2 separate regions of the Hordeum vulgare genome follow, and region 1 is linked to region 2. The links are chromatin contacts, called in public Hi-C maps. All regions are on one chromosome and are shown on one strand. The core of a region is the stretch at or near the end of the contact, and the rest is flanking DNA. Distances in the headings are between cores, read along the strand shown. Region 1 has its middle 280 kb from the start of LOC123427236. Region 2 has its middle 520 kb from the start of LOC123427236.

What was found. Hi-C and Micro-C count contacts between places; a contact is called where the count stands out from the background.
Region 1: a contact with region 2 is called in a Hi-C map of leaf, with 4 times the contacts expected there. The contact joins two enhancer-like sites. A contact is called at or near these places in 3 of 6 Hi-C or Micro-C datasets (leaf and seedling).

The regions. Positions count from the first base shown.
Region 1 is chr2H:355,059,582-355,065,084 of MorexV3_pseudomolecules_assembly, reverse strand. No RefSeq gene overlaps it. Among protein-coding and RNA genes, the nearest start is that of LOC123427236, 280 kb to the left of the region's middle. Within about 2 kb of position 4,049, at least 2 of the 3 cell types and tissues checked have open chromatin away from gene starts, as enhancers often do. A contact at or near this core is called in leaf, where this site is marked.
Region 2 is chr2H:354,819,489-354,824,671 of MorexV3_pseudomolecules_assembly, reverse strand. No RefSeq gene overlaps it. Among protein-coding and RNA genes, the nearest start is that of LOC123427236, 520 kb to the left of the region's middle. Within about 2 kb of position 2,856, at least 3 of the 3 cell types and tissues checked have open chromatin away from gene starts, as enhancers often do. A contact at or near this core is called in leaf, where this site is marked.

The DNA of each region.
Region 1 (5,503 bases), core at 2,800-5,299, 240 kb before region 2:
CCTGATGATTGAAAGAGACATGTACACAACATGAAAAAAATTAAGACGGATCATGGATGAAACATAAATGAATGGTTGAATACATACTAAAGAATCAAAGAAACTACTGAAATTGGGCTTTGGATGGAATTGGGGAATGGAACATGAACATGTAGATGGATGAATACGTACTGTGGTAGATGGATGGATACCTATTGTATTGCTGCTTTCTCGGATGGCCGATGAAGCGTGCAGCAGCGACAACCAGCCGCGGCCGAGGTGCCGAACGACCAAGAAGAGGACGAAGTAATGAAAACGAACCGACTAGATCTTTGTTTGATTTGTTTCAGATTCAAATGAGCGGCCGTCTAACTGGGATGAGGCATCGCTACCTAGCTATGGGTCTAGCCCATCTTGCCTCTTTTCTCTTGTATAATTTTTTTCTTACCTATTTTTTGTTGTGCTGTATTATATACTCCCTCCGTTCAAAAATACTTATCCTAAAAATGTATAAAATAAATATATCTATAACTAAAATAAATCTAGATACATCTATTTTTAAAACAAATATTTTCGGATGGAGGGAATACTAGTTATCTTACATCATGGGACCCCCTCTTGTCCTCGGCCCTAGGCTGTCACCACTTTTGCCATACACCAGGACCGGCCCTGGCAATTATCCTAGTACAAATTGTTTAATTCCGTAAATAATTGGATCGGCAATTATCCTAGTACAATTATTCTAGCAGTTTTTTTCTGAAAGAGACCTGCTCTTTGTGAAGTCGAGCAGTTGAATATTCAGCGCCAAACATGTATATTTAAACAGCTAATGATAGTACCATCATTTCTTTAAACTGCTAATGATATTTAAACTGCATATTTAAGTGCATTTTTATTGTCAATACCGACCGTTCCCAGAAGTCGTTGCATCCGCGAGGCTCCTACACTTGTAGGAGTACAAGATAAAGTAAAGTGTAAACTCCGACACTTGTACAAGATAAAATAAAGTGTAGATACATGAAGTAACATAGGTGGATCAAGTAGATAATACTAGTAACAATATGTAATTAAGTAGTACATCATCTAGGAAGAAAGATGATGTTCCCTGTCGGTTTCGAGAAGGACAAATTGAATCTTTTGGCAGAACAAAAGTAGGCTCTCCTTCAAACATGATAATATTACACGATTCTTATAGAATGGAAAACTTTTTCTTCAGTTGACTGATTTTGTTTGAAGAAACCCCCTCACGAGTTGTCCGATCGATTGGGATCGCACACGCTCATGTGTGCTGCCTCCGTCTCTCGACACACGCAGATGGCAAATGTATGTCTCTACCTTATCCTTCTGCCTCTCGCCCACCCCTTCCCATCTTTTCTCGCGTACCCCCTCCCCCTCCCTCTCTACTACGTGCTTTCACCAATGAGAATGCCTAGTCGCTAGCTCATTTTGCCCGCGCCTCGCAACACCTGCAACACCAGTACTTGTCACGATAATTGCGTCTGCAGCGGACCACCTGGTGCAAAGAGGCACCGCCGTCGGCAGCAAGCATCATCAGTGTTGCCTCGCATTGTCGTGTCCTGCAGTGAAGCTTCCGCCAAACAACCGCTCTGATGTTGCCGGTGAAGGCGTCATCTCAACTATGTTGGTCACGAGCTTTGCAAGGCAGTGGCTTTGCTGCTGCTGCATAAAGCTTGTCGACATTTCAATCAAAGTTGATGCTACAATCGAGAGGTATCGCCGGCTCCAGATGCTGCAATGCACTGCAATGGAGCCCAGCTTTTGTCGCACCATCGTTGCTGCAATGGAGCACTGCTAGTGTTATGAAAGTTGTGATGGTGATGCAATGGAGCTCCGTCTGGGCTGTAATGGAGCTTCGCCAGACAAGAGAGGTGTTGCGTCGAAGTTGTCGCATGCTCGGTGTTGCATGGCTTTGCTGCATTGGCGCATTGTCGGGCCGTCAGACGTTGCATTGCAGCATTGTCCGTGGTACGATGGCGGGGCTGGTGTAAACATAATCGACATCCCGACAAATGGCAGCGCTGCATTGTTGGCCAAGGAAGGGCTGTTGTTCCGGCACTGCTTCATTGCAATAGGAGGATGGGAAGGCGAGAAAAGGAAAAGGGAAATGTTTTCCGTCAGCGCGCCGGCCGAAATGTTCGGCCGGTCACGTGGCTGGCGTTCGATCTCCATATCTCGCGTGCCCACCTCGTCTTCCTTCCTTCCTATCCCATTCCTCCCTCTCCTTCCTCCTCCTCCTCCTCCTTCTTCTTCCTCCTCTCCCCCTTCCCCCCTGCAACCTCAGGCATTGTCGGCGAGCACTGTGACTTCTCCACCGGCAGCCGCTGCGCCTGACGGCGGTGACCAAAGGTGACCACGCGAGATGCTACAGCCGGGGCGACGGTTGAAACTTTTTTTATATACGGTTGAAGCTTTTTCTGTCAACGTTTGCAACTTTTCCTTCGTTGAAGCATTTGGTTGAAGTTTTTTTTTAACGGTTGAAGCTTTTCTATATATGGTTGAAACTTTTTGAAGAGTGACCACGCGAGATGCTGCGGCCGGAGCGGTGTTTGAAACTTTTTTCATATACGGTTGAAGCTTTTTCTATCAACGTTTGCAACTTTTCCTCGTTGAAGTTTTTTGATTGAAGCTTTTTGTCTTAACGGTTGAAGCTTTTTCTATACACAGTTGAAACTTTTTTTCTAGCGTTTGCAACACAGGGGGGTGAGATGCGACCAACGAGGTGAAGACCGACGGTATGAGCAACGGCGAGTGCGCCGGCGAGCGGCGGGAGCAGCGAACGGTGGGGGCGAGCTGAGTCCCGGAGCGCGGGGCAGCCGGGGCGGCGTGCGGTCTAGACGAGCTGAGCCGCGGAGCTGTATCCATGGTGATTCGATGGGCGGCCGAGGCGGCGACCAGCGGCGACCGACGGTGAGGGTGACTAGCGGTGAGGAGGCGAGGCGAGGCGGTCGGCGCGTACTGGGGCGTCGGCGCGTGCGAGGCTGTCGGCGCGTGCGAGGCGACCAACTGTTGGGGACGACGGGATCCGACGGTTCGGATTGGGCAGATCTAACGACTGCAGGTCGACCGGCCTAATAGTTGGGCCGGCGCACCGCGCACAGTCTTAACCAAAGGAAAATGCGTGTTGCGAGCCTGCAATCAGACGGCTCCACACACACCTCAATCAGAGAGCTCCACAGGCGGCTAATCTTTTGTAAGATCAGCCCACCGCCCATGGAAATTTCACTCTTTTTTTATTCAAAAAAAAGAAAAGATTCTCTTCTATCGACCGATCGCACGCCGTCGTCCGCCGGCTCCACGGCCGTTCGATTGTGTGTTCGTACGTCCGTCGAAGTCGCTTTCGTTTTCCTGCAACTCACGTATTGTTTTAGGGCAAACATTTTTGATATTAGATATAAGTAGAGGTGTTTCGGGGCTCGTCTGACTGTGAGAGCGAGCGGCTTGATTTGGAAAAAAATTCTGCAACATCTTCCTTGTTGCAAGAAAAAATTCTGCAATATTAGTTATGTTGCAGAAGAAAAATTCCAGCAACAATATCTGTGTTGCAAAAGTTTCGCAACACGGTCCCTTTGCAAACATCCGAACGCAACATTATGCTTGTTGCAAAAATTGTCAGCTCAATCTGTTGGTCATCCCGTATTAAATCTTTGTAGCAGAAAAAATTATATAGCCGTTTGCAGCTCTATCGGGGTCCGAAACAAAGCGATTGTTTCCGCAACTGATTTGTTGTTTCAGAAATTAATGTGTTGAGGAAGACGACCGAGTCACGTGTCAGGATTTAGATCGAATGGCTGCGGACGGCTGCACATGCGAAGATTCGACGGTTATCGGTGTGGTGGATATTTATTAGACATCCATCGATGGATGCGTAGCTTTCCCAAAAAAAATACCACAATTAGATTTTAAAATTTCCAAATATATATAAACATGTGCGAGCAGCTCCGATCTCTACTCTATTCTACTACAGGGGTAAAGTACGATTATGATAGGTTCGTGGAACTGAACACCGAGGCAATGTACAGATGTCTCACTATTCGCTTTCATCGATTGATCTTTGGCAATGCAGCATGGCGCGTTCGTCCAGCGACGTACAGGACAGGACAGGAGGTGTCTTCTTTACTTGTGTGCCCGTTTCGCCCGCGCACAGGCCTTGCGTGATGGATGGCTATGTTTGTCCACCAAATATCTCACTGCGTGCCCACTAGTTTATCACTTATACTTGCTCCGTCTCCAAATAAATAACGTATAAATTAAGTTAAAAAGTTTAATCTTTTCTAAATTTGATCAAATATACATTAAAAAATATGAAAATAAATAACGCAAAATCAGTATCAGTATATCCACCAAGATCTATTTTATAATTTATTTATTCAATATTTTTTCGTGTTAATTGTTCTTTCTACATATTTGGTCAAACTTAAATTAACTTTATAAGGGCACCTCCAAGCGTTACCGCAAACCATCCGCAACGGTTTGGACCGCATAAGCCATTCAACGTGGTTCTCTATCTATCCGCGGAGCGGTCCGGACGTGATTTCTTTTGTAAACCGAAGGCAAACGTGGGGAAGGTTTGCGGGAATTTGGATATGAGAAACGGCGCTGTATACCACTCTGGCCCACCTAAAAGGAAGGCGGAGCCCATGATTTTCTTGCAAAGCACAACTTCCCTGTCAAGATTCCCCATTCAGTCCTTGCCGCTTTTCACCCACTTTCCGCTCTTTTCTTCCATCATTTCCTTCCTTCCGTCGCCGACGCATGGAGCCACCGGAGAACCTGTCGGAGATGGAGCTGGTGGAAGTGCCGAAGGATCCGCGCATCGCGCACAGCCCGAGAGATCAACTCTTCGACGTGACAGGGTCGTCGTGTCAAAGCGAAGGCGACAAAGGAGAAGAAGTTCAAGAAGCGATTGGCCACCGGTGGGCATGCTGGTGGCGATAGGCATGGATGTCGTGGAGGTTGGCGCAGTTGTGGCGGATGCCGCAAGACAGGCATGCGCACAACACAGACGATGCCATGACCGGAGTCTTACAAGCCTCCGTACTACTACGCCGCCAAGTAGCTCGGCACCCGAGACAGTACGGTGCCTTACATCATCGACATCAACGCGACCCTCTATTCTCCGAGTATTCTTCGACGCAGATGCAGCGGGCGCGGTCGACACCGAGGGAGTAGATGGGTACCAGCATGTTATTCGTTGCAATGCCTAGAGTTGGGTAGCCGGCATACGACACGGATATGGAGATGCTCGACATCATCCATGACGGAGGCGAGGGAGGGAGAGGGGCAATGAGGACGGTCAGGTGGAAGACTCAGACCCCATCCAATCCGACAACTACCAGCAATCGTACACCTAGACGGCCACACAACATACGTACACCCAGACCAGCGATGGCAGAGAGCAACATTAGTAATGGGCAGCCGGAGAGCAGCAACCCGAGGGGGGAAGGAAGAGGAGGAGGGCACCGACGATAATGATGATCTGGGTGATATAACCAACGATCCGAAG
Region 2 (5,183 bases), core at 1,607-4,106:
CCAGAAGGCATCAACTGCATACAAGTTTTAGACTCGTACTGATCAAGTCATTAAGATATGAATGAAACAAACAGCATGGCTTGGAATTCAACAGTGGTCCCATGCAATGTTTCTAGAGAGGAAGAAACAGATCGCAACAAACAAAGAGTGACCTGTTCCTTGGTGTGCTTCGCCCGTTGTCTCCTCTTAGATGGAAGCACGTGATGAACACAAGAACAAGAACAAGAACAAACATTATATGTCTCTGTCAGTTGATTGAATAAAGTAAGCAATTAAGCATGTACTCTCTCCGTTCTTAAATATAAGACCTTTTAGAGATTGCATTATGCACTACATACGGATGTACATAGACTTATTTTAAAATATAGATTCACTCATTTTGCTCCGTATGCAGTCTTCTAGTAAAATCTCTAAAAAGTCTTATATTTTGAAACGGAAGGGGTATATATATATGCATGCATGCATGAAGCCAAGAATGCACGTAGCCTTCACCCAATCACCCGTATCTTCTTGTGTGGTCGATGGGCATGGGCAACCGATCGATGCAACGAACCCAACACAACGAACCTAAGCTAGCTGGCACTAGTTGATTTCGCAGCAATAATTGTACTAAGAAATTATTAGCTAGGAGGATTCGTTGTAAGCGAAGGACTAGTGGATGTAGGGTTGGAGCAGAAGCAGAGCATTCTACAGCCACAGATCATGCAGACAGGGTAAGGGGTATGGAGGAGGGCAGGCTCTCAGTCTTCACATCACATGCTGGGTTGTTCTAGATACATTCAATGATTCATTAATTTGTAGTAGTATGAATCAGCGGAGAAAAAAGAAGATTGTCAATTGCTTGCGACTATTTGCTTATACTGCTTGTTCGAAACATATATAAGAAGATGTATACAACTGGATTTATGTATTTTCTTCGTTCTAAAATAAGTGACTCGAAGTTGACTTAACTTTGTATTAAAGTTAGTGTAGAGTTGAGTCATTTTTAAATCACTTATTTTAGGACGAAGAAAGTATCAGCGTTGGATAACCACAAACTCGTGCGTGCATGTTGGGTGGATTATTTGTGCAAATGCAACTCTCCAACGTCTAGCGTGTGGCCAAATGATGACACAAGCCAATTTGTTCCCACCATCTAGAAGAAGAAGAAGAAAAAACAGCGCCAAAGATGGGATCAAAACTGATGTAAGAGTTTATTCCCTTGAACTTGTAGTTTTCTTAAAGCAAGAAGCCTCATTGTGTGAACAATTGAAAAGACTATCATGCAAAGATGTAACTATAATGTGCGTCTTGCTCCTCAAACTGGGGGTTGACAGCCGCTCATCCACCGAGATTTTGTTCGACTTGCGAGAAAGACCAGTCACTCGCACCAACGTTTCCCTAGGTAGGTGTCCGGCTTTTGGTTGGTGTAAAAGCCAAGGCATGAAGTTGTTGATCGTGGAATGGAATCCACATCTTCAATCACCAACAAACACTCCGACATAAGTGGTCATACATATGTCTATCTTTTATCCATGATCTCCTGCGTATGCCATGATGTGAATAAAGCACCTACTACACGAAAGTTTTCTTTGTCTTATTAGTGTAGCTATAATTTTTATAAGTACGTTATGCTTTTATAAAACTTTTGTATATTAACTATTTCGGTGAGCGCGTACTTGGCATATGGCCGTACTCCCACTTCACGTGTCACCTAGTAGCATATCCTGCAGTTTATACCTTGCTTTGGTTAGTTACTATGTGAAGTTGGCAGAAAAATGAATATCACACCAGTGCCAGAGCTATGCTACTAGTAGTACACCAACGGAGACTGATTAACTGGATTCATCGCCAGAAAAAAGAAAGGACTGATTAGTTGGATTCATCGTAGAAAAAGACTGATTAATCTGGTTATAACGACATGAAATACACCAACAAACTAAGTAATTAACCGCCGTGGTTTGAAAGCCACGTGTCAGCAAGCAAGGCATCATCAAGTCAGGCCACCGTCCAGGTGAGGTGTTTACAGTACATGATAAAGAAAAACTAGTCCTAGTGTAGTTTTCAGAGAATCAAGGACCGGTGAATCATCATGAGTTAAAATGCTAGTAATGGTCAATGAGGCAGGCTGCCTTATCCTAGTACTCCTAGATTGGAGTACTTTTCCTCCCGTAAGCAAAACGGTTTGTTTAACAGCTGCGATTAGTTTAGATAGCAGTTGAGCAATCATGCATATAAACTAGGGTATATAGTGAGAAGGATTCCAACTTCATTTTAAAGTGCATTATTACAGTCAGTACCGACCTTCCCCGGTGCAACCTGCAAGCAGGCTTTGACACTTGGAGGCGTGGCGGCCATAAAATAACATGGAATAATTGAATGGTTTTACTATTATAATACTCCAGTGTACTGTATAACATATGCAGCTGCGGTTGTGGAAATGGCGTGCATCTACTCTTGATGCTCAAGCGCAGCGCAAAGACGATTGGGCCGGCCGACAACAGGGGATGTCGATCTGATCTTTGCACATATACGTGACAATCTGTCCAAGACGTGGGCTACCTATCCACCTACACTACACGTCTACACCTGATGCGATCATCCTCTTCATCTTCTTCCCCACGATGGCGCAATACAACGACGGGGATATCTGACTTGTCCGACCCTTGCAGCCATCTAAAGCCATTGTAGTTGTAGCAGCAGCAACAATATCCACAAGGTCTTTTGACAGCAAAACCTCATCCACAGTTGATTCAGCTAGTCAAATTAGTCGACGGAGACACCTAGCGAGTACGTTACGTGGACTGATGTGCCACGTAGACACGCTTAGCCTTCAATCATATTGGAGCGTGCATGCATGTACTCTCGCTGCATCAATTAGGACGCTGCCGCACAGAAGGCGTCTTGATCGGCCAGCCATGCACACTGTAGCGCCATGAGTGGTGGAGGGATCCAACACGTAGCGGGCGGTTCAACGTACGGTGTATACTATCACTACGGCGATCTTTTTTAAAGAAACAATATAACTTCTTTAAATGCGGAAATGTTTTAGAAACATGTTTGGAAACGTCAAATTTTTTAGATTTTTTGTCCATTCTCTGAATTTCTTTAATAAAATTTGAACACGGGAATTTTTTCACAAAAGATGTAAACGTGAACATGTTTCCACAAAATGCAGTAATGTTTTTGATATTTCTGGGTTCTTTTAAAAAAGGGAATAATTTTGGGGAAAAAAGCAAGAATGAAACAAAACAGAAGAAAAACGGGATTAGAATGTACTGAAAGGTTCCTAAAACCTGTAAAAAACAAAAAGAACATTCTGGAAGGATCACAAAAAAGTTTGTATTCTTGTTTAAACTGGTACGCCCAACCTGAACACTAGAATTTCGTTTCTATGCGAAACGTCATCAAGTTGTCCCTTAGAGCATCTCTAACATGCGCCCAACCACTTCCCACGTAAAAATTATTTTACAACGTTGAAATAAAAAAATTAACGCGTTGGAGTGTGCTGTCTCCAGCAGTGACGGCAAAATATTGCGCGCGCGAGGAGCCGGCGCTTGAAACTTGTTCATTTTGAGAAGACAATATAAATATTTCAAACATAAAAAAAGACACAGCATAGTTTAATTCCACGACACATGAACAATCATGCCTCATCTTCGTCTTCCTCTTCCTCTGTTTCTTCATCCTCATCCGAAGACAGTTCTTCCTCCACTTCTTCCTCCTCCTTCTCTTCATTGACGCGCGCCACATCATCATGTGGAGCTCGGTAGGTGTTGTCAAGATCTTCAACGGAATCATACGAAGGTATGTGAGGATGCACATCGGAAGACATGTGTCCTTCCGGAGGTGCTCCAATGCCTTCCATGAGAGACGCAAAACTCATGTCTCCCATGCCCCCATGGTAGCTCCGAAGCCACCCATGCCTCTCATGCCGACTGTGACATCCTCAGCCTTTGCTACAGTTATCTCTATAATTCAGCTATAGTAATCTTATGCTAATGATGCAACGTCACCGTGATTACTGTTTTTTAAACTCTTGTTGGTTCAAACACCGTTCAAATTCAAATTTAAAATAAAGTCAAACTGATAAAGTTTTTGAATGTCAAAACAAAAATGTTCAAAGTGTGGCAATTATTCTGTGGATATTGTTATGTTGAAAACCACATTTTTATAAAGTGTTTTAGATGCACTATAATAATTAAAATAGCACCAAAACGATTAAATAAATGTCTTTTATATTTTATAAAATACTAGACTATTTTTATTTGGGGTTAAACCTTTTTGTGGCAGTGACATAAATATTAAAACTAAATTAGGAACTAGTTACATATTTTTTTAAACAAAATAAATAAAAGAAAATAGAAACCAGAAAAAGAAAATAAAAAAGGGGGAAATGCCCTCTCCCCCGGCTCAACTCGGCCAACCAGCCCAGTCGGCCACCCCAGCCCACCTTACCTCGGGGGTATTTAACCTCCCACCTAAACCCTAACCCACCCCGCAGCCACCACACTCCCTCCTCTCTCCCAGCCGCCACAACCCCCCACTCCCACCGAACCTCCACGAGGCCAGCCCCCTCGTTTCCCCCCACTCCCTCTCGAGCCCGCTCTCCCCGAGCACCCCACGAAACCCTACCAACAACGCCCCTCTTGCAGCTCTCCCTCTCCCCTCGATCCAGGAGGGATCGAGCCGGGGAGGCAGAGCCCCCCTTCGCCGGCCGCCACGCACCCGGCCACGCCCGCGCCTCCCTGCCATTCCGCGTCGGCGGTGCCCTCCCATCCTGTGCCCAGCGCCCAGGCCATCCCCACCGGCGTCGGCCCCGTCGGACTATCTACGTCGCCACACCGAGCCCGCCTCGAGCCCACTTTGCACGACTACAGGGCTCGGTGAGCCTCCCCGCGACCTTCTCTTCCTGTGTTAGCTTGTGTAGGCCCCCTTTAGCAAGGCGTCGCCGTGATCGAGCTCTCCCCCTGCCGTGGCCAATGTGGTGCTCGCCATAGAGCTGATCGAGCTGCGCCAGGACCACCAACGAGCTCCTAGAGCTCCCCTAACCCCATCCCGCGCAAGTGGTGGTCGAAATGATCGTTGTTTGCGCGCGCCCGATATGAACCGAAAGCCCCTCCACTGCCGTCGACGTAGCGCTCGCCACGGGTAGTCCCAGATCACCCCGATGGCCGGAATGGAACGACGGCGGCGCAAGCTTC